4 separate regions of the Zea mays genome follow, and all the other regions are linked to region 1. Evidence: chromatin contacts called from public Hi-C data. All regions are on one chromosome and are shown on one strand. Each heading gives the region's core, a stretch centred on a gene start, on an enhancer-like site or on the middle of the called end of the contact. The rest is flanking DNA. Distances are from core to core; before and after follow the strand shown.

Evidence for each region. A called contact is a pair of places that touch in the nucleus more often than the background predicts.
Region 2: a Hi-C map of ear shows a contact between it and region 1, with 2.2 times the contacts expected there. The contact joins the promoter of LOC103626839 here to the promoter of LOC103626837 in region 1. A contact is called at or near these places in 3 of 25 Hi-C or Micro-C datasets (ear, endosperm and tassel).
Region 3: a Hi-C map of tassel shows a contact between it and region 1, with 3 times the contacts expected there. The contact joins the promoter of LOC100274137 here to the promoter of LOC103626837 in region 1. A contact is called at or near these places in 4 of 25 Hi-C or Micro-C datasets (ear, leaf and tassel).
Region 4: a contact with region 1 is called in a Hi-C map of tassel, with 2.8 times the contacts expected there. The contact joins the enhancer-like site here to the promoter of LOC103626837 in region 1. A contact is called at or near these places in 3 of 25 Hi-C or Micro-C datasets (ear, leaf and tassel).

What each region holds. Positions count from the first base shown.
Region 1 is chr5:122,522,077-122,527,313 of Zm-B73-REFERENCE-NAM-5.0, forward strand. LOC103626837 reads left to right here and starts at 2,888. Exons shown (of 2, transcript XM_020537715.3): 1 at 2,888-3,092; 2 at 3,214-3,674. The coding sequence starts at 3,011. The coding sequence ends at 3,311.
Region 2 is chr5:122,876,096-122,881,383 of Zm-B73-REFERENCE-NAM-5.0, forward strand. It overlaps LOC103626839 (protein MONOCULM 1), which reads left to right and starts at 2,559. Exons shown (of 2, transcript XM_008647184.2): 1 at 2,559-4,729. The coding sequence starts at 2,939. The coding sequence ends at 4,189. It overlaps LOC103626838, which reads right to left and starts at 1,962. Exons shown (of 10, transcript XR_002262336.3): 1 at 1-1,962.
Region 3 is chr5:122,968,721-122,973,461 of Zm-B73-REFERENCE-NAM-5.0, forward strand. LOC100274137 (putative beta-ketoacyl synthase family protein) reads left to right here and starts at 3,035. Exons shown (of 13, transcript NM_001148515.1): 1 at 3,035-3,377; 2 at 3,492-3,596; 3 at 3,679-3,750; 4 at 4,142-4,228; 5 at 4,312-4,463. The coding sequence starts at 3,045.
Region 4 is chr5:122,046,177-122,050,914 of Zm-B73-REFERENCE-NAM-5.0, forward strand. LOC100383953 reads right to left here. Exons shown (of 14, transcript NM_001176570.1): 11 at 4,698-4,738; 12 at 4,545-4,619; 13 at 4,150-4,278; 14 at 3,509-3,975. The coding sequence ends at 3,748. Among protein-coding and RNA genes, the nearest start is that of LOC109939943, 48 kb to the right of the region's middle. Within about 2 kb of position 1,620, at least 17 of the 20 cell types and tissues checked have an H3K27ac peak or open chromatin away from gene starts, as enhancers often do. A contact at or near this core is called in ear, leaf and tassel, where this site is marked.

The sequences.
Region 1 (5,237 bases), core at 1,638-4,137:
CGTAGTGGATCCCTAGCCATTCACCTCGGAAGTGTCTAAGGGCCTTGCAAACCCTGGCGACATGGGATACACGACTTGTGGGTAAAGATGCGCAACCTCTGCAGAGTGTAAAACTGGTATACTAGCCGTGCTCACGGTCATGAGCGGCTCGGACACTCACATGATTAATTTATGGAACTAAACTCAATTTGTCATATGCATTGCATTGCAGGTGATGTGGTTACTTTTGTTCTACTACTTAATTGGGTTTGGTATTTACTTATACTTAGTAACTGCTAATAAAATTTTGACCAACTTTAAAAGCAATGCTCAGCTCTAACCATCTTCTTTGGTAAGCCTTACACTTCACGTGAGCTCCCACCTTTGGCGAGTTCATGCACATTATTCCCCACAACTTGTTGAGCGATGAACGTATGTGAGCTCACTCTTGCTGTCTCACATACACCACAGGTCAAGAACAGGTACTGCAGGATGATGCTCATAGAGGATGCTGCGATGAGTTCGTGAGAGGTCTAGGTCGTCGTCTCCCAGTCAACTTTGGGTTGCTGGACCGTTGTCTCCTTATAATGTAATTATTTATTTTGTATAGAACTCCTGTTATATATAAAGTTGTGACATTCGATCCTGTGCCACTATACATCATATGTATGAGACTTGGTCCCAGCATACCTGGTGTTTATGTCAACCCCGGGTTTTGGACCCCTAAAATCCGGGTGTGACAATCGTCCACAACTTTGGAGACTCCCAAGCAACCTCAATCCGTCAAGGAACTTGAAGGTTCCAAGAACAACAAGTTCGCACAAGAGGTGTTTGCAACAAGCTCAAGAGATGAGAAAGAGAACATAGAGAAAAATCAAATCCGAAGGTCACAAGCACAAACCTCCCACTAAAGGGGCTCCTTCAATTGATTGATTTAAGAGCTAGATCGAGTGAGAGAGAGGAAGAGTGCTTTGTCTCAAGTTAGGTGAGCAATAAGTGCGCGGAGTGACTAGGGTCAATGAGGAGAGAGGTATGTGGGGTATTTATAGAGTCTCCTCAAAAAGAGCTATTGGGCTGAACTTTTCTGTGCAGGGCCGGTTGATCCACCCCTAGGCCCGGTTTAACCGCCTGGTGGTCAGATTTACAATCAGTCTGCCAGTCAGACTAGCAGACAGCAAGTCAGACTGGTCAGCTAACCCTGACACCGGTTGAATCGCCCCTAGGGCCAGTTCAAATGGTATTGACTAGAGAGTTTCATAGTTGAGGTCAAGTTCAACTCAGCTGAAGTCAAGTTCAACTCAGCTGAAGAAAAGCTCAACTCAGCTAAAGTTAAGTTCAACTAAACTGAAGTAAAGTTCAACTCAGCAGAAGTCAAGTTCAACTCACCCGAAAAAAGCTAAACTCAGCTGAAGTTAAGTTTAACTCAGCCGAAGTCAAGATCAACTCAGCTGAAGAAAAGCTCAACTCAGCTGAAGAAAAGCTCAACTCAGCTGAAGTTAAGTTTAACTCAGCTGAAGAAAAGTTCAACTCAGGTGAAGGAAAGCTCAACTCAGATGAAGTCAAGTTCAACTCAGTTGAAGAAAAGCTCAACTCAGGTGAAGAAAAGCTCAACTCAGCTGAAGTTAAGTTCAACTCAGCTGAAGAAAAGTCGAACTTACAGAGTGTCCAAAGAATTTGGTTTTCAAAATAGCCTTTGAATTTAGAGGCTTGAACAATAGCAAACACCATTATCTGTGCAAAAACTAACAAGGAAGAAATAAATCCTGCAACTCAAGAAATATAGAAAGTTTTACACAATCATCGTATGGAAACTTTTCAAGGCACCACTTGATGTATTTCCTTTGTCCTTAATGCTTCCTTTTTCCTTTTTTAGTTATAGTTGTTACTCCTTTTATCTTTACTGACACTGAATATTCACTAGGAGTAAACTTGTTAGAAACCTTATCTGTTTTGTCATTTAATCACCAAAACCCTCAATTGGGGTTGATTGCACTTACACCTTCCTCTCACACTACCGTCGTCGTTGTCGACCCCTTCCTTCTCCGGGGTCGTAGCGTTAACATGGACTATATGCTAGTCAATATAAAATACAAGTTATTCTAATTACTTGATCATTCACCTTTTTACTATTTTATTTGAATTTCACACTTCAACACGTCACACTAAACAAAACAACCAAGAGCAGATTTGGATAGCGGGCCACCAGGTGGCCGCCCTGGGCCCCCAAATTTGATGGCTCCTTCTCATGTCTTCCTTATATAGGTATTTTAATTTTGGTCCACTAAAAAATCCTAAAAATGATTAAAAACTAAAGTTAAGTTTGGGAGAAACATCATTGAATTCCATGTAAATTTTTTTGTATATCAAAAGATGAATTATTATCATAGTATATTTATTGTTTACCAGATCTTATTTACCATACATATGACGGTCAGCTAAAAGAAACTTTTTAAAATTAAAATTATTGAAGAACTATTTAAAATATACAATGTCTTAAGGACAACTAAACGGTTTAACAACTTTATGTATTGAAAAATAATTGTTTGTTGAGGTTGATATCAACACCATCATTGATGACTTTGCATAAAAAATATAGAAAATCTTTTAAAATACTATACAAGTAAACTTATATTATATAGAAGAGACCCCGATATTTGGATCCACCCCAAGTCTCTAAAATATCAGCTCCAGCTCTAAAAACAACCTGTTATTAAAAATTGAAAGATCTCAGATATCTTTTCTTTTTCGAACTAAAGTTGAATTCTTTTCTTTTTGAGAGAGAACATGTTGTAGTTGTTCTTCTTACCTTGTTTTTGAGAGAGAAAAATTGAAAGATCCCATATTCCTTCGGTCCAGGCCGCAGCGCTTCTCTCTCAAACGGCCCAAGCCCAAAAAGGCAGGCTGATATCTCAGACATAGAGCCCACTCGTCGAGCGCGCTCGCACGCCGCGAATCGCCGGACCGGTCGGCGACGGAGACGACAGAGCCCAAGTCGAAGCGATCCGATTTTGCCGGCGGCAGCGACCGGAGTATGGGGCTGGGAGGCCGGGGCGTGGTGGGAGACAGGTGGTCGCAACGCATCCTCTGGATTTGCGCCCTGGGCAGCGCCGTGAGTAAGCGCCCGTAACTAAAAACCCTAGCCCCTGCTGCTCTGCTCTATCCATCCTGTCGCGGTCTTCCCCTAACCGTTTCTTCCCGTTGCCGCGGTCCCGCGCCGCTGGTGTTTCCGTACAGGCCTCTACTTCGTGGCGGTGGAGAGGCAGGCTCAGAATCGTGCGCGGGCGGTGGCGGAGGGCCTCAAGGCGCTCGACGGCGCCGGGGATGACGTGTGACAGCGGTGGACGCTGCCGTGCAGAGGGCCTCCTTTGGTTCACATGTTCACAGAACCTCATAGCGTTGCAATAATGTACTAAACATCTGTGCTCAGTCTTTGTAGAATTAAATGTGGATCAATGTGAGTGTTCTCCTATTTCACATAATTCATCTGAGCCTTTGTTGCTGCACAGAAATGTTGATCCGTGCCACTACGTGAGTGTTTTCTTATTTCACACAATTTGTCCATTTAAGGATCCACATGATGTATTCCGTAGAGTGGAGTAACCAGAATTCAATAACTGTGTATTCACTGTGTTTTTTATTGTCCAATACAATGCATATCACAAAATATCAATATGAAACTGAAGAAAATTTACTGTGATCTTATCAAAGTTCCTTTAAGCCTGAACAATGGAGTAATACTCTGGTTTTTATACTTGTTTTGATACTACATGATATACTAAAGTTTTGTATATAAAATCATATTCATGTGTGAAATTAGCATTATGTAAGCGAATGCAGTATGCAAGCAAGGCAAAAATCTCCCTTTTAGGTGATTCTGATTAGTGTCCCAGTGCTATCATTGCTGTCATGCTGTGTTTCCGTGAAGCTAAATATTAATGGTAAGATTATACTTTGCATTATCTTTGTGTTTTAAGCAACTGGAACTGAGCACTAGTGGCAAATCTCATACCTCCATCTCGTGATCTGTATATTCAAGAATTCAGAAAAGGTAGGAGTGCTGCAATGCCACTGCAAATGCATTTTAGTATCTGTTTTCATATGACACCTCTCTAAAGTGGATAACCCACTCTTCCTTTCATATCCTTGCCCCTTGGTGTGGTAGATTAATATTGGTATTCTTTCCACCCCTAATCATTTCTAGGATTTCATCAACTAGTTCTTCTGAATTGAGCTAGGTTTATTTGAGTTATCCTGTATCGACAGTGTATACATTCAAATCCCACTGTGAAGAATTAAGGATACCATGTAGATTGAAATATCACAGTACATGGAGAAAAGATGTTCTTCTGCATGGTCTTAGAAAACGGCAGGCACTGATGGCAAACATAGTAATCATTTAAGCACAAAGTTGATTCCAGACCCTTGCAGTGAAACAATTAACTACTTCAGAAGGAATGCCTTATAGATATTAATGTGGTTAGTGCTTCGTGGTAGCATTGATTTATGTGATATCCATGGGATGTTAATTCTCCAAACTGTTGACTCTTCACAGGTTGAATAAGACTGTATCTAAATTTTTTTCTGACACATCAGTGGGCCTTGAAATGAGTTTGCTATTTGCATATGTGATATATTTTCTTAAGAACTGAAGTTTTCAGTTGCTTTCCTCTGATAAATGATTATCCGAAATTGTTCAGTTTTAATTACGCAGGTCACTGGACGATTATGTGTATTTATACCTGAACATGCGGTTATTATTTGTTCGTGGCTCAGACTTATAGGTCCTTGATTAAGCCAGATGAAAAACCTGTGCTGCTGTTGTTTACTTATTTGTTCATGGCTATTATTGTTTACTCAGAGTTGAGGCAAGAAATAATTTACATATGAAACATTACTGTTTGCTTTCTTCTTTCAGTTCGTGTATGCTCATGCTGCTAAAACCTTGTATATAGGATCCAAACCTTTTATATCTCAGCATACACCTTATTTTCTCCGGAAGGCCTAATTTTAATAGTTGCTGTCTTTCAAGACATGTAAGCAAATGCCTTGTAAAATATGGTCGCTAGGCTAGTAGTTCATTGAGAAGTGCAATAGCACACCAACTCTGAAAGGTACATTGTTTATTAATTTTTACAACTTTTCATTATCTATGAACTTTCTGGGAGAATCAAACACAACTTCTATCTTAAAGTGTTCCGTGTTGAAGTTGGGCTATGTATTGGGTGAAAGTTAGGAGTTGTGACTTTACACACTCATCC
Region 2 (5,288 bases), core at 1,309-3,808, 350 kb after region 1:
ATGAGAAATATAGGCCAAATGGTATGAGATAATCGGATGTTAGAAAATGGTTGGAAACCATCAGCAGCAAGGCATAGCCTGATATTACGAGGGTCAGATGCAAAAGAAGGGTGCAGCTCATCAAAATTCTTCCATGCTTTGGAATCTGCTGGATGCCGCATCACTCCATCGTCCGCTCTACCATCACTATGCCATGTCAAGAAAGTAGCTATTCTTCGAGACATGTACAATCGTTGTAGCCTTGGTTTCAGAGGGAAATAACGTAAAGTTTTTTCAGGGATTTTTCCCTTTTCCTGACTACTTGTTTTCACCTGAATGCTTGTCTTGCTTCCATCTTGACCTTCCACATATCTTGCAAAAATCAGCCATTGCTTCTTCTTTCCAATACAACATACAATCATTCTTACAAGCATCAATTTTTTTGTAACTAAGCCCTAGTTCATTAATAGTCTTTTTTGCATCATAGTAAGAGCTTGGCAAAGTAGAGTTATTAGGTAAAAAGTCCTTCAGAAGTGTATCTAGTAAATCTGTGAAGGTCTTATTACTCCACGTTCCCATATTCTTAACATTAAGTAACTTTACAAGCGCAGATAATTTAGTGGTATTGGATCCATGATAAAGAGGTCTGTTCAAGTCACTAAGCAAATTATAAAACTTCATAGCTTCCCCATTTGGTTTCTCTTCAAAAAAATCACTAGAAGATGGGTCTGCCATTGTGTCACTTCCGGGGAGGTTATTCTGAGGGAATAGATCCTCCATCAGCTCCTGCATTCCATCAGCAGATTCATCGTCATCTTCCACTTCTAAATCATTCTCATATTCTCCCAAAATTTCCCCATGATGATACCAAAAGGTGTAGCTTCTTATGATTCCATAAGCCATCAGATGTGAATACACAACCTCACAAGACAAGTTGTATGTATTGCAACACTTTATACAGGGACACCTAATTTTACCTCCATCACCAGTCCTACTGAATGCATAATCCAAGAACTTGTTTACCCCATTCAGATAAATATCCTTTTTTGATGACATAGCATCCCAACATTCAGCACTAAGCCGATCATCAACTAGATCCATCCATGCCTTACTTGGTGCCATAAATGTAATAAAAATTGCTTATGAACTAACCTGTAGCAATAGATTGCTTTTCAACACAAATTCATATGTAATTCACTAATTAAACTTCACAACAGATTTCGGTTTGTGGCTTTACAAGATAGTTTGCAACAAAGATTTATCTACAATTCTATAATTCACAAATGCCTACAATTTTTAGTTTTCTATAATGCTTGTCTTCTATGCTTTACCTAATATATCTAATTACTGGAGCACATCAGTTTGTGGAGTGCAGCACACCTTTAATCATGATATAAGAAATTCCTATATGAACTTCACATAATGGCACAATAAGCCTCACAGTAACCTACGTATTACAAGTCACCCTAATTATTACTTCTTATTAGAAAGAAAATAAGAGCAGGAACACACCTTTGCCAAAACAAAGTGCCCTTTGAGGGTGTGCGAACTGCAGCTGGGGAGGAGAGGAGTAGGAGGAGGATGTAGTCGCCTGGGAGAGGTGATTCCAGCAGCTGCCTTCTCTGGGCGGAGGGGTGGAGGACCTGCTCACCAAGGATGGTTGAGAAAATTGCAGCGGGGCAAGAGGAGGATGTGGTCACCTGGGAGGGGAGATGCTTGCTGCTGCCTCCTACGGGCAGAGGGGGGAGGATCTTGGTGGCCGGAGAGATTAGGGATGGGTTCTCCCATTGCTGCTGCTATGAATTTCGGATCTGTGCAATGGAGGAGATCGAGAGAGGAAGGGGAGGAGATCGGGGCCTAATGAATCTGCGTATAAGCAGTTACCAAATATGCTTCGTATGAGGGAAACCAAGCCCGGGAATCTGATAATTTTTCGCGCCTTGTTTCGATTAGTTTTGGTTGTCGGTCACTCTTCGTACATATGGTTATTATACTTCATTAGCGACCAGTCTTATTTGAAAACAACGACCGTATTTTTTTCTGGTCGTCGGTTCATTGGGATGTGGCGGTGTTGTGCCTCCAACAGTCCTTACGACCACATATTTTACGTGGTCGTCTATTTTTGGTCGTCAATACTTCTTTCTCTTGTAGTGTGGTGAATTTGGTTGATGTGATAGATTCTGATGTATTGTGATGGAATTGTGAGTTTGTGGATTATAATGAATTTGTGAGGTATTTTGGTGGACTGTGATGTATTTGTGAGGACTTGTGATATTTTTGGTGAATGTGTGTAATTCCGAGAATTTTTGTTGATTTCATAATGTTATGATTATATTGTTGTTGAAAATAGTAGCTAATTTTCGACTATATTTTATGGCGGCCAGAAACCGCCGAAAATAGGTCATATGTCGCTGAAAATAGACTAATTTCGATGGATTATGACTTATTTTGGTGGCTTCCTATTATAGTGGTTGCCTAGGATTTAGAATAGCAAAATATATATACTTAAACTGAAATAAATATAATTTAGAATAAAATATTAATTAGCTAGATAGAGCTTAGATTCCCCTAAGCTCCCCCTTCCCTCTCTAACACACACACACCAGGAGGAAGCAGCCACTTGACCATTCTCACCCAAAATCCACTAGGTGCAAGAATACAGATGCACCTTGCCACCTTTCCTCTCGTCTACTAGAGAAAAGACACTTCAGGTTGCCAAGTCGACAGCCAAGCCGTTGCTAATCTCTCTCTCTCTCTCTCTCTCTCTCTCTCTGCACAAGCACGGAGGCATCTCTGTGACTCTGTGTGTCTCCGAAATCTGAATCTCCATGTTACCGCAAGCTGAGCATGTCCTGTGACACAAGCTGCTGCCCCTGCCCGTGCACATGCTACCCGGCCGGCGCAGCTATTAACCCGCCCGAGCCATGCGCCTTTGCGCCCACCGCGTCCTGACGCCGCCATGCTCGGCGCACCCGGCCACGACGGCGACGACGCCGCGGAGCGCGCGCAGGAGCAAGCCGCCGCCGCCGCAGCAGCAGCAGCCGACGATGCTCCCTCCTCGCCAAGAGGTCTCGTGGTCGCGAGCGCCGGTCTCCTCCACCGCGGCGACGTCGACGGCGCCCGGCGCGCGACGGCTGAGGTCCTGTCCACCATGGACCAGCGGGGCGACGCGGCCGACCGCCTCGCGCACCACTTCGCCCGCGCGCTCGCTCGCCTCGTGGACGACAAGGCGGCCGCCGCCGGGGGCGGCGACGTCGCCGCGGCGCCCGCGGGAGGGGCTCCGCCGCCTGCGCCCCCGGGGCCGACGGCGTACCTGGCGTACAACCAGATCGCGCCGTTTCTGCGGTTCGCGCACCTGACGGCCAACCAGGCGATCCTCGACGCCGCCGCTAGCACCAGCGGCGGCGCGCGGCGGTTGCACATCGTCGACCTTGATGCCGCGCACGGCGTGCAGTGGCCGCCGCTGCTCCAAGCCATCGCTAACCGCGCGGACCCCGCCGTCGGTCCGCTTGAGGTCCGGATCACCGGCGCTGGACCCGACCGCGACGTGCTCCTCCGCACGGGGGACCGTCTCCGCGCCTTCGCCAGCTCACTGAACCTCCCCTTCCGTTTCCACCCGCTCCACCTCCCCTACTCCGTGCAGCTCGCCGCCGACCCGAACACCGGGCTGGAGCTGCACTCGGACGAGACTCTGGCCGTCAACTGCGTGCTCTTCCTGCACAGGCTCGGCGGCGAGGGCGAGGTCGCCACGTTCCTGAAGTGGGTTAAATCCATGAACCCCGCCGTGGTGACCATCGCCGAGAAGGAAGCCAATAGCATCGGCAGCGACGACTGTTCCGATGACCTGCCGCGGCGGGTGACTGCGGCGATGAGCTACTACTCGGCCGTGTTCGACGCCCTGGAGGCGACGGTGCCGCCGGGCAGCGCTGACCGCCTCTTGGTGGAGAGCGAGGTCCTCGGCAGAGAGATCGACGCGGCGCTGACGCCGGGTCGCGTCGGCGAACACTCCTGGGGGTTCGATGCGTGGGCCTCCGCCGCGCGTACCGCCGGGCTCTCGCCTCGGCCGCTCAGCGCGTTCGCGGTGTCGCAGGCGCGGCTGCTGCTGCGGCTGCACTACCCGTCGGAGGGGTACGTCGCCGAGGAGGCACGCGGCGCGTGCTTCCTCGGCTGGCAGACGCGGCCGCTCATGGCGGTTTCGTCTTGGCAATAGACAACGTGAAGCGGCCAGCGCTGACTCTTGGACCTTGTCGTGCATACCTACCTGGTGTGCTCTTCTGCTTCGCCATGATTAATGTGGCATCGATCTTGCTGGCTACCTAAACATGGATGGCACCTGCATGCACCACTGCATTGCCGGCAACAAGCAAGGAGCCATGACACTTGTGGATCGAGTGTGGCAATCTGATCTGTTACGCGGTTGAAGAGATTTATTTGGTAAGATTTTGGATGGAAGAAGACCGCGCCCCTGCGTGCGCCCATGGATCTAGGGGGAAATGAACACTAGCCAGAGGAGAGGAGTTAAGTTACCAGCTGCTTGGCCACCACCACCATTCTCATGGATGATGGCCAAAGGCATGGCGGCTAGCTTCTCAAACTTGCAAGGTCGATACTACTTTTGGTTTAGTGCAATGGCGGATGAAGGAGGTGGAGGAAGAAGATGCGATGGCGTGCGTGATGGACACGTTGCATGGAAACGCACCATTGGGAGATCCATGCTAGGATCTTTGGCATAATTCAATTGTTCAACTTGGTAAGCCTTCCTTCAACCACTAGTTAGCTCCTACCAATTCCTTTGTTTTTTTTTCTTGTCATAATATAATATATATGCTACTATTACAAGTCTCTCTCTTTCTCTCTCTCTGCCTCACACGGTACATTTGGTGGAGTTGTTATAGTTTGCTGACCATTTTGATATGGCTATCTAATGCTGCCAATATTGTAATGGGTAAAGCGGGATATGCTCATTTGCATGCTCCTGAGAAAATTAGGTCAAGTCCCTAGATAAAGCTGATTTGTTCGCTCCCAATAATGAAGAGGATCTTGAAGTTCCTGCACACGCCTCAGTAGTGGATCGGGTCCATCTTTTTAAAAGTTTATCCTGAAAAATTTCGCTTGCTCTTCTATATATCTTGCTGTTTGTTGCGGTTGTTTGTATTATAACTAATCGTGCTTTGGCCTCCACTGGTAATAAGTTAATGCCCCATTTGGTTGGTCTTCTTATTTTACTCTGCGTAATCATCACTCTTGTGTGCTACGGAAGGCCAGCTAGCGTGCATTCCCAGCGCATACATATATATACACCGCCATGC
Region 3 (4,741 bases), core at 1,785-4,284, 450 kb after region 1:
CGAGGCAGATGAGTGGGGGCCGCGCGAGGGGCGAGTCCCGAGGTCCGAAGAGCGAGCATGAGGGAGAGGGGAGGGTGCCGGGATGGAGATCGTGGGGGTGCGGTTGAGGTCGACGACACGACATCGGTGAGGGTGGAGGGAGCGACGCATGACGGAGACGTTAGGATGAGAAGGTAATCGCGAATCACGATCTGCGGGTGTGAGAGAGAAAGCAGAGAGAGTGAGGAGACGAGCGGGCGTGGGCAGCGACCGACGGATGACACGGGCAGTGTAGATTGATCGGAGGTAGAACAAGGGAGACAGCTTATCCCTTACCTTCTTCATAGTAGTAGAGATAATAGATCTATGATGCCATTTAGTGATAAAGCTTTGGAGTCTGCTGTACGGCCTTCGCCTCCAGCGACGGCCGCGCCTACACGTAGTGGTGCCACTGCTAGAATTTGTCAGGAACACAAGCACACAAGAATCCGAAAATGAAAGGCAGCAGCCAGCAGGGAACACGCCGGGCCTGGAACTAGGTCAGTGTCGTCTACACGTGGTGGACGCAGTCGTATGTGTTGATGTCGTCTGCCGTGCACCTGAGGCCCAGGCGCCGCCCGCACGAGTACTGCTCGCCGCGCGCCTCAGCGCCATCCGCAGTTTGCTCGCGCCGCCTGAGCACAACCACGAGGCCCCACGTCCGACTCCCGAGCGCTGCCAACCACATGCCTAAACGCTGCCCACCGCACGCCGTCTGAGCACCGCCGCGCGATCGCGCACCCTCGCGTGGCCCTCTTCTCGTGGCAATTGTGGTTAGGGATGAAAACGAACCGATACATTAGGATGCAGAGTTATTCCCGTATGCTACCTTAGTGTATTTCTCTTGACCGGATATGGATAGTTAAGATTTAGAACGGATACATGATGGAACCGGGTAATAATCCAGACGGGTAAGAAACAGATAATGGATACTACTCGGATAGATAATTATCGGGTAGTTAGTCCCGATGATATAATCGAACCATCCAACAAATACATAAATTAAGCAATATATAATCATGTATATGATAGATCAAATGTAGCAAAGGAAACTGATAAAATTGACATCATGTAGATCAAAGTTACTAATCACAAGAACATTGTAGAACCAACACCACAATATTAAAAATCCATAAAATATTCTAGTTTCACTCAAAAAATGCAAATAAGTTACAAAAACTAATAAACATTTTATACGAAGATAAATCAAGTTCTTGTATAAAAAATAATAAAGTAAAGTACTAATTATGTTGAAACTTGGATACTTACAGTGATTTCACATGTAACTCATACAAATAAGTGAAAGTGAAATAAAGAAACGCGGACATCTTATAAATCTTATGATCCAAACATTTTTTATGGTTATATATAGACATATGTTGTGCCTCCGTAAAATTTCACGGTTTTTGAGGCTATTTATGTATTATTAAATTCTTATCATAGAAAATCATCGAAATACAATTAAATCCATGAAATATTGTAGCGTCGATCAGAAATTGCAAATAAGTTACCGATACTAATAAATAGTCTATAAAAAAGATAACCTTAACCTTAAGTTCCCACATAGAGATAACCTTAAGCCCCACACATAAAAATGATAAAAGTCTATTAATTTGATATAAATTTGGATATTATTTCATTGATTTTGACATAAAGATATGTTTAAACAAAAAATTGATAGACTACAAAGTTATAGATCTCTTTGAGCTCTACAATTTTCATATAAACTTTTCTTCATCTGATTTTATATGTAAAAGTTATGATTTTATAACTATATTATGCAGAAAAAGAAAAAAACGGGTACTCGAATTCCGGGTACCCGTATCCGACCCGAATCTGAAACTGTATTATCCGAGTATTACTTGTATCCGTCCCGAATATAAAAATATCCGAATCCGTATCCGAAAAAACGAATATTTGCACTATCCGTATCCGATACCCGACGGGTATACTTAGAGATGGCAATGGGTAAATACCCACCGAGTATTACTACCTCATACCCATACCCACGACACAAAAATAACCCCATCGGGTCACCCATATACATTGGCGGGTATGAATTTACCCCCATACCCATACCCATGTGGGTATGGGTTACCCATCGGGTCACCCGTACCCACAAAAATTAAAAATCTATCAAAACATTATATTATACAAATGTCAAGTATATCCATCTAAATACTATTACAAAATTTCTAGCATTATTTAACCATCCATTCAACACACCAAAGATAATTGGATAAAATAGTAACACTAGGATAGTACTACATAGCACATTATATGTTCCATTACATGGTCATTAAATTGTTGTTAAGCCTTCTATTACATTATGGCCTAAAAAGTAGTAAAAAGGATGGATGACTAAAACCCAAGTTAATGTTTGGGCTAAGTTTATATTGGGTATTTTATATCCACGGGTTAACGGGTATGGGTGAAGGCGGAACATTCTAATACCCGTTTACCCATTGGGTGAAGATTTTTGCCCAATAACAAACCCGCGGGTAGAATATTTAGCCCATATACATACCCTAATGGAGTAAATACCCATCGGGTATCGGGTCGCGGGTACCCATTGCCATCTCTAGGTATACTCGACCCGTTTTCACCCATAATTGTGGTCTTGTGTGCGGGGCGTTGAGAGGGCGGTTTGTGAGTGATGATCTACAGATTTATGACCGTTGGATATAATTGAGAGGGAGAGGGAGGAGGTAAATGAAGCAATACAGAGTGTAGGTTTTAATGGTGAGATAATTTATGTTAATTTTTTGTGTGTACTTAGTGATGTTTTAAGTGGTGGATTATACGAGGCAGAGATAGAGAAGAGATAGAGAGTAAAGATAGACAAGAAAATTCAAAGGTCCGTTGCATCACAGTAATGGCCCGTCAGCCTGCTTCCCTTGGCCCATCTAGAAAGCGGTTGCTTCGGGCTTCGAGGCCTTACTCGTCGGCTGCTCCTGCCCGCCTCCGTCTCCCACAGCCCACAGTCCCACACAGCCACGGCCACGCCGCCGTCCTCGAGCCGCCTGATGAGCTGCCTCCGCCGCGCTTCCCGCCTCACCCGGGGTCTCTCTTCCTCCTCGGCGGCGGAGGCGGAGACGCTCCCGCCGCCGCGCCCCTCTGCGGGTCGCCGCGTGGTCGTGACGGGGCTGGGCGCCGTCACGCCGCTGGCGCGCGGCGTGGGCGCCACCTGGGATCGCCTCGTCGCGGGGAGATGCGCCGTGCGCTCTCTCGCCGCAGAGGACCTCCGCTTTCCGGAGGAAGCAGCGGGGAGGACGCTCGAGCAGCTCCCGTCCAGGGTGGTCGCCGCCGTGCCGCGCGGGAAGGGCGAGGACGAGTTCGCCGAGGACACGTGGACCAAGGTGTCATGCTTTACTTTTGTTGCTCACGGTGTCCATGTGCGAGTACGCGATCATTGTGCCATTTGTTTGCTTACTTCATGTTCTTAATTTTTTATTGAACTTTCTTGTTTCCAGGATAAATCTGTATCAGGATTTATTTCCTATGCTCTGTGTGCAGCTGATGAGGCTTTAAGAGATGCAAATTGGTTGCCTTCCGAAGATGATAAGAAGGAAAGAACGGTACCATGTGTCTTCTGTAGAAGCTCATTTTCATATTCGTACTTGTATTTTTGAGTTCTGGGTCTGATTAATGCTGTATCAGGGAGTCTCTATTGGTGGAGGGATTGGAAGCATCTCCGATATCTTAGATGCATCACAAATGATCATCGAAAATGTTTGTATCCTTGCTCCTGCACTGCAAGTTTGCTGTTTGCAACACCAACACTCATTGTATGCTATGGTAGTTCAATTTTAAATGATGCATTTTAAATGATGATTGCAAACAGTTAGATAATTCCTCTTCATTGATATGTGTTTCTATGATCTCAACTTCTGTTCATCTATTGTATGATATGTTGAGAATGTATCGAGGAAATGCAATGTTAGAAGTCTTGTTTAGACCAGATCACCAGATGTCCAAAAGCAATCCAATATGTATATGGTTTATCTTGTTGCCATGCTTTTGGCTTGCAATGACACACATGCATCACAATATAAATGATCATATTCTAGTTACTTCCAATCCTGAAAGGTATAGTGTTGTTTTTTTTTTCCTTTTTTAACAGCGTCTACGTCGTCTCAGCCCATACTTCATCCCCAAGATTTTGATCAACATGGCATCAGGTCATGTCAGCATGAGATATGGTTTCCAGGTGATCTTCCTTGTTGCCATTTAGAATAGCTATGGTTTTTCATTGAATGGATGTTAATAGTAGTAGTCATGCTTCTAGCTTAGGGTCCAAACCATGCTGCTGTGACAGCTTGCGCCACTGGTGCTCACTCTATTGGCGATGCTACTAGGATGATCCAATTTGGTGATGCCGATGTGATGGTGGCTGGTGGAACTGAGTCCAATATTGATGCTTTGTCTATAGCGGGATTTTCTAGGTAAGTATGTTCCCAAATGTTTTGTTTTGTCTGTCTTCCAAAACACTACTGTATGTTTTGCTTGCAAAAAATAGTACTGTGTGTGCTTTCCTTTTATGCTTTACTATGGTTATTAGGAGACATCACTGAATATGAGGGTTGTAGTAAGCAATAGAGAACCCATTTTTTCGCATCCACTAACAACCACTCAAATGTAAATGCAAATTTGCAAACTTTAGGTACCTTCATGTTTTGGCTTTTGCCCACTGTTGCTGATCGATATGTAGTTTTCCTCCTTA
Region 4 (4,738 bases), core at 370-2,869, 480 kb before region 1:
GATGGGAAGGTGTTTTTTGGACCTTCAGCACAAGGCATCCGTTCATTTCCTAATCTGAGTTTGTTGCAAGAAAACGAACTAATACTGTGAGGGGCTACTGTTGAGGGCCTTTGTCCTTCGAAGGTCCTAAAAACACACAGTTAACCACTATTTCCTGATACATCTCTAAGTGTTGAAGGTGCTTCGACAATAGCCACCTTCAGAACAAATCAAGAAAAAGATGAAGGCATTAGCTTCGTCATAAAAATACGGGAAGACAAAGATAGAAGTCAAACGAGGTTGGAAGAAGGTGTTTACAAGATTCTGATGACAAGATGATAGAGATAGAAGACAATAATACATTTGTGTCATTTGTAAACCATATGTACAAGCTTTGTGGACATACTTGTAATTTCATATGAAGTTGTATCTCTCCCCTATAAATAGAGGAACAGTGTCATGCATAAATTTACATTTTTTAGAGGAGAGAATACTCCCAGTTGTTCAGCTTCCCAAGTTACCTTCGAGCTCTCATTCGTGTAAAGCCGAAGGTATGCTTGTAATTGTTTATCACATTACCATGAATGAAATTTGAGATGAATATGCAGATAAGTTAGAGGACTTGTTCCTTATTATTTGCACTTTCTATTCTTGTTAGAGATATGAGAATTCTTTATTTGTCACCTTCTTCTTTAATATGACCTTCAGAAAGAGGTTAAATGAAGGAAGAAGCGAACAACATGCTAATTTATGTTGTCTTGTTTTTGACATCCCAAAGGATTCAAAAGCAATAGCGCAACACCAGGTTAAATCGAGGTAGATGGGTTGGTAAAGACTAGGTATTGCTAAATAGGTAATCCCATCAAAATTATGCATATCACAAGAGTAAACTTTATCATGGTGTGATTGGGATCAAATAGAATATGCAGGGGGAGAACTCCACTTGCCTTCTTCACAAGAGTAAACTTAATTATCATGGTGTGATTGGGATCAAATAGAATATGCAGGGGGAGAACTCCACTTGCCTTCTTCACAAAAAGTCATGAGGTTCTCCTTCGAACTGATCCTGATTTTCTAACACAAAAGTGTCTTCTAATAGAAGGCATACAAAATAAAGAAAACATACACCATTCAAGAAAACATACACCATCAATTAAACAAAAGAAGGTATAAATAATTATCTCAAAATATCTTAAATTTTGGTTATAAAGAAACTGCTGAAAAACCCATCATAAAAGGTTTAGCATAATTTTAGGAAACTAGCAAAATAGAAACCAATTTATTTGGATCTAAAATGGTCAAGTTATGAAGAAAACATTATTGCAGGGACCTTTTGTAATAGAAAAATAAGTTACAAGGCTACTATGAAAAGTTCAGAGGCTTGTAGTCTTTAACACAAAAACTGAGGGGCTAGGGTGCTAAAATAGCAGGGTGGATAGCGGGTTCTATTCTTCAAGAGCGCAGGGGCTAAACCATAAGATTTAGGACCTAACTGAAATGATCTTTGAACTATGGAGATCGTCCAGTGAATAAACACTAACTCAGGGGGTTATTGACAAAACCGACGATGCGGCTCGGGCAAAGGGGTATCGGCCATCGATGGCTGTCCGATCAAGATCCGAGCGCTACGACTAAAACGGGCGAGCCGACTTGGCTGAACTAATATCGATCGCTCGATCTGGATCTAGTGAACCAGATCGCATGGCTCGCATGCGCGCGCAGCTCCGCAGTCAGCGTGCTGGGGCGAAGGGGTGCGGCGGAGGGAGGCATGGCGTGCGGCGGTGCACGACCGACACATCACCGAAGTTGGCCAGAATGGCGCTCTTGGGGCTAAACATGCTGGGTAAACGGTTCGAGAGGTAGCTGGGGTAATGGCGAACACAGTGGGGCCTCACCGAGGGGGTCAAGGTATTGAAGGCGACGAGAGGTGGCGGCGCAACAGACTCTGGCGAGGTCAGGGCACCATGACTGGGCTTGCCAGAGGACCGAGAGAGCTCGGGGAAACAACAGCGAGCTCCGGTGATCACGACAACGGCTTCAACGTGGACGGAGGGGCACTGAGTGTCCTTGGCCACAGGCGACGACAGTGCGACGGCGATGGTGAGCGCAGGCATTGAGATGCGAGGCACAGAAGGGGGTGCTGGTATGTGGAATCGATGGCAGGGGCTCGGATGGTACTTATACGGCTACTTTGGGAACCTCAAATCCCCTTCGTGATTGAGGTGGAAATAAACTAATTTACTCTCTAATTCCCTTCAATTTCGAAGAGGATTTGAGTTTCCAAACTAGCTCATAGAGGTGAAGTTGGGGTGAATCGGGCTCCAAATCGGCAGGAATCAGAGGGGGGATCGAGCTCCGCCGGTTTTCATAAACGACAAGCAGAAAGGAAAAGAAATGCGCGCCAACGGAAAGGTGAGATCGAACGAGATTGTGGGGAAAGGGGGTCTCAGCATGCTCCACTTCTGGCAAGGAACCAAACGAGGGTGGCTCGACGTGGGCGGCACGGCACGGACGCGAGGAAGAAGGAAAGGGGGCTGATGCGTGAACCCAACTGTCCAAGAGATAGGAAGGGGGGAAGGGGCGCGCGCGGGCCGACTATGCCGAAAGGGAGCGTGGGAAGGGGGGAGAGAAGGAAATCCTTTTTCTTTTTCTCTAAATTTTCAAATACTTTTTTTCTAAATTCCAAATACATGGAGATATGAATCCACATTTAAATCTTTTCCTTGTTCACGTGCTTGTAAGGGATTAGTTTACAGAAATGTGTCATAATTTCTCAAGCCGAACATCCAATAAACTACCCGATCAGGACGTTGTGGTTGCAGTGTTTCACCTCGTGGAATTTTGACCAATGCAAGAACGGCTGGGTTACTAGTTTGTCACTAACGGCTGGTTAGAGAGTCAATTAAAATAAAATAGTTTTATTCTAGTTTTTGAGAATAGTCATTATATTCTCCGTTTGGCAAGTCACTTTATTTTTTGTGTGGTTAAAGAGTAGAGTAGAGCCACTCCGTTCTTTGTTTGGTTGAAAATTCATGAGTGTAGAGGGGAGAAGAACGCTCGCGTGTGAAAAAGCGCTCGCATGAGATCAAAAAAGTAGAATAGAGCTGCTCCATTCTTCTCACTCCTCAACCAAACACACCCTAAGGGCTTGTTCGGTTATTTTCAATCCATATGGATTGGAGGGGATTGATACGGATTGGAGGGGATTTTGACTTATTAGGGATTGAAACTCCCTCAATCCCCCTTAATCCGTATGGATTGGGGTAGAACCGAACATGGCCTAAGCGTGTCCAACAAATCCTCTAGACAGCACGGAATAAAAGCCTTCCATATAATTGCGAACAATGGCGATTGAAGATGAAAACAACAAACCCATTGTACCATTCCATTTCATCACCATGCCGTTGTTGCGTTGCAGCGCCGCAAACTACAGGATGCAAGAGAAAGAAATTACATTCAACAACGAACCAGAGATGGCACTTACACTTGTTTCAGGCAATTACAGGAGATGATACAAGGCCCACAGGATGCAAGAGGGGAAAGGAAATTGCATGCGACAACGAGCCAGAGATGGCAATTACACTTGTTTCAGGCAATTACAAGAGATGATACAAGTGCTTTCTCAGCTTTCGAACATCCTGGCATGCTACAATGCGGTCATGTAGCATATATTCACCTAGGGTATATAGGTTACAACGTGGCAATGAGTAGGTCAGAATAAGGGAGAATCTATGGTGGACAATCAGTGGTTCAGTAGAGTTGTCAGAGCTATGAAGTTGTAATGGTTCCAGACGATCTATTCCTCTTGTGCTGCGGAGATTGCCCTAGGCACATCTTCAAACGCGAAGATAGGCTGTCCCCCATCTCCACCTTTTCGCGCTTAATCTTCTTCCATAGGGCTTGAATCTTCTTCTGCTTAGCTTTCTCAATCGGTTTCCTCTGGCTTTGCCTCTGGTTTTGTCTTACAGGCGTAGCCAAAGCCTTGACTGTCAAATTCTATGATGCACGAACCAATAACCAGATCAGACAATCTTTTTTCATTGATGATATCGAAGTGGTAAATATCACATGTTAGAAAGAAGCCAACTAGTAACAACAATAGCTTTGATTAAGGTATTCGTATCAGACACTGGATAACTAAATTGTCAAGCAATTGAAGCAATGTGTCACCTGCTTATCATTATTATCGCCTGAGAATGATTCATCACTGGCTGCTCCTAAAGATGAACATCTGCCCCAACTTTCTCTGTTAGAGCTTGTGAATGAAAATGACTCCTCATTGCGCCTACTTCTTTTATCCTATAAGGAAGGAATGCTTCTGATCAGACAATTTGCAAGCAAGAAGTATATGAGCATCAGTTCTCAAGACTTCTAATGTGTTTCTTAGGACCCTAACTGATGGGGCATCTCTGTATCACACATATTGCAATAAACAATTTAACACAATGGACAATCCAGTGGAAGCAAGAGAATGCATCGCATGGGTAAAATTGCTAGACTTGACTAAAAATATACAGGGTCCAAATTCTGTGTAAACTTACTTGAAGTTATAAAGTGAACTTTACCTGCAATCGTGATCCAACACTATCACTATCAATCTCTGGCAGGCTGTGGTTTTCATCTAAAAGAAAGTCCTGCAGCTAATGGAATGCAGATAAGGAAACGAGCAAGGAAAAAAGTCTTCACATCAGACACAGACAAAATATCAAGAAACTTACCAAGTGATTCTCATTCTTAATGGACAGTTGGTTCATGCTAT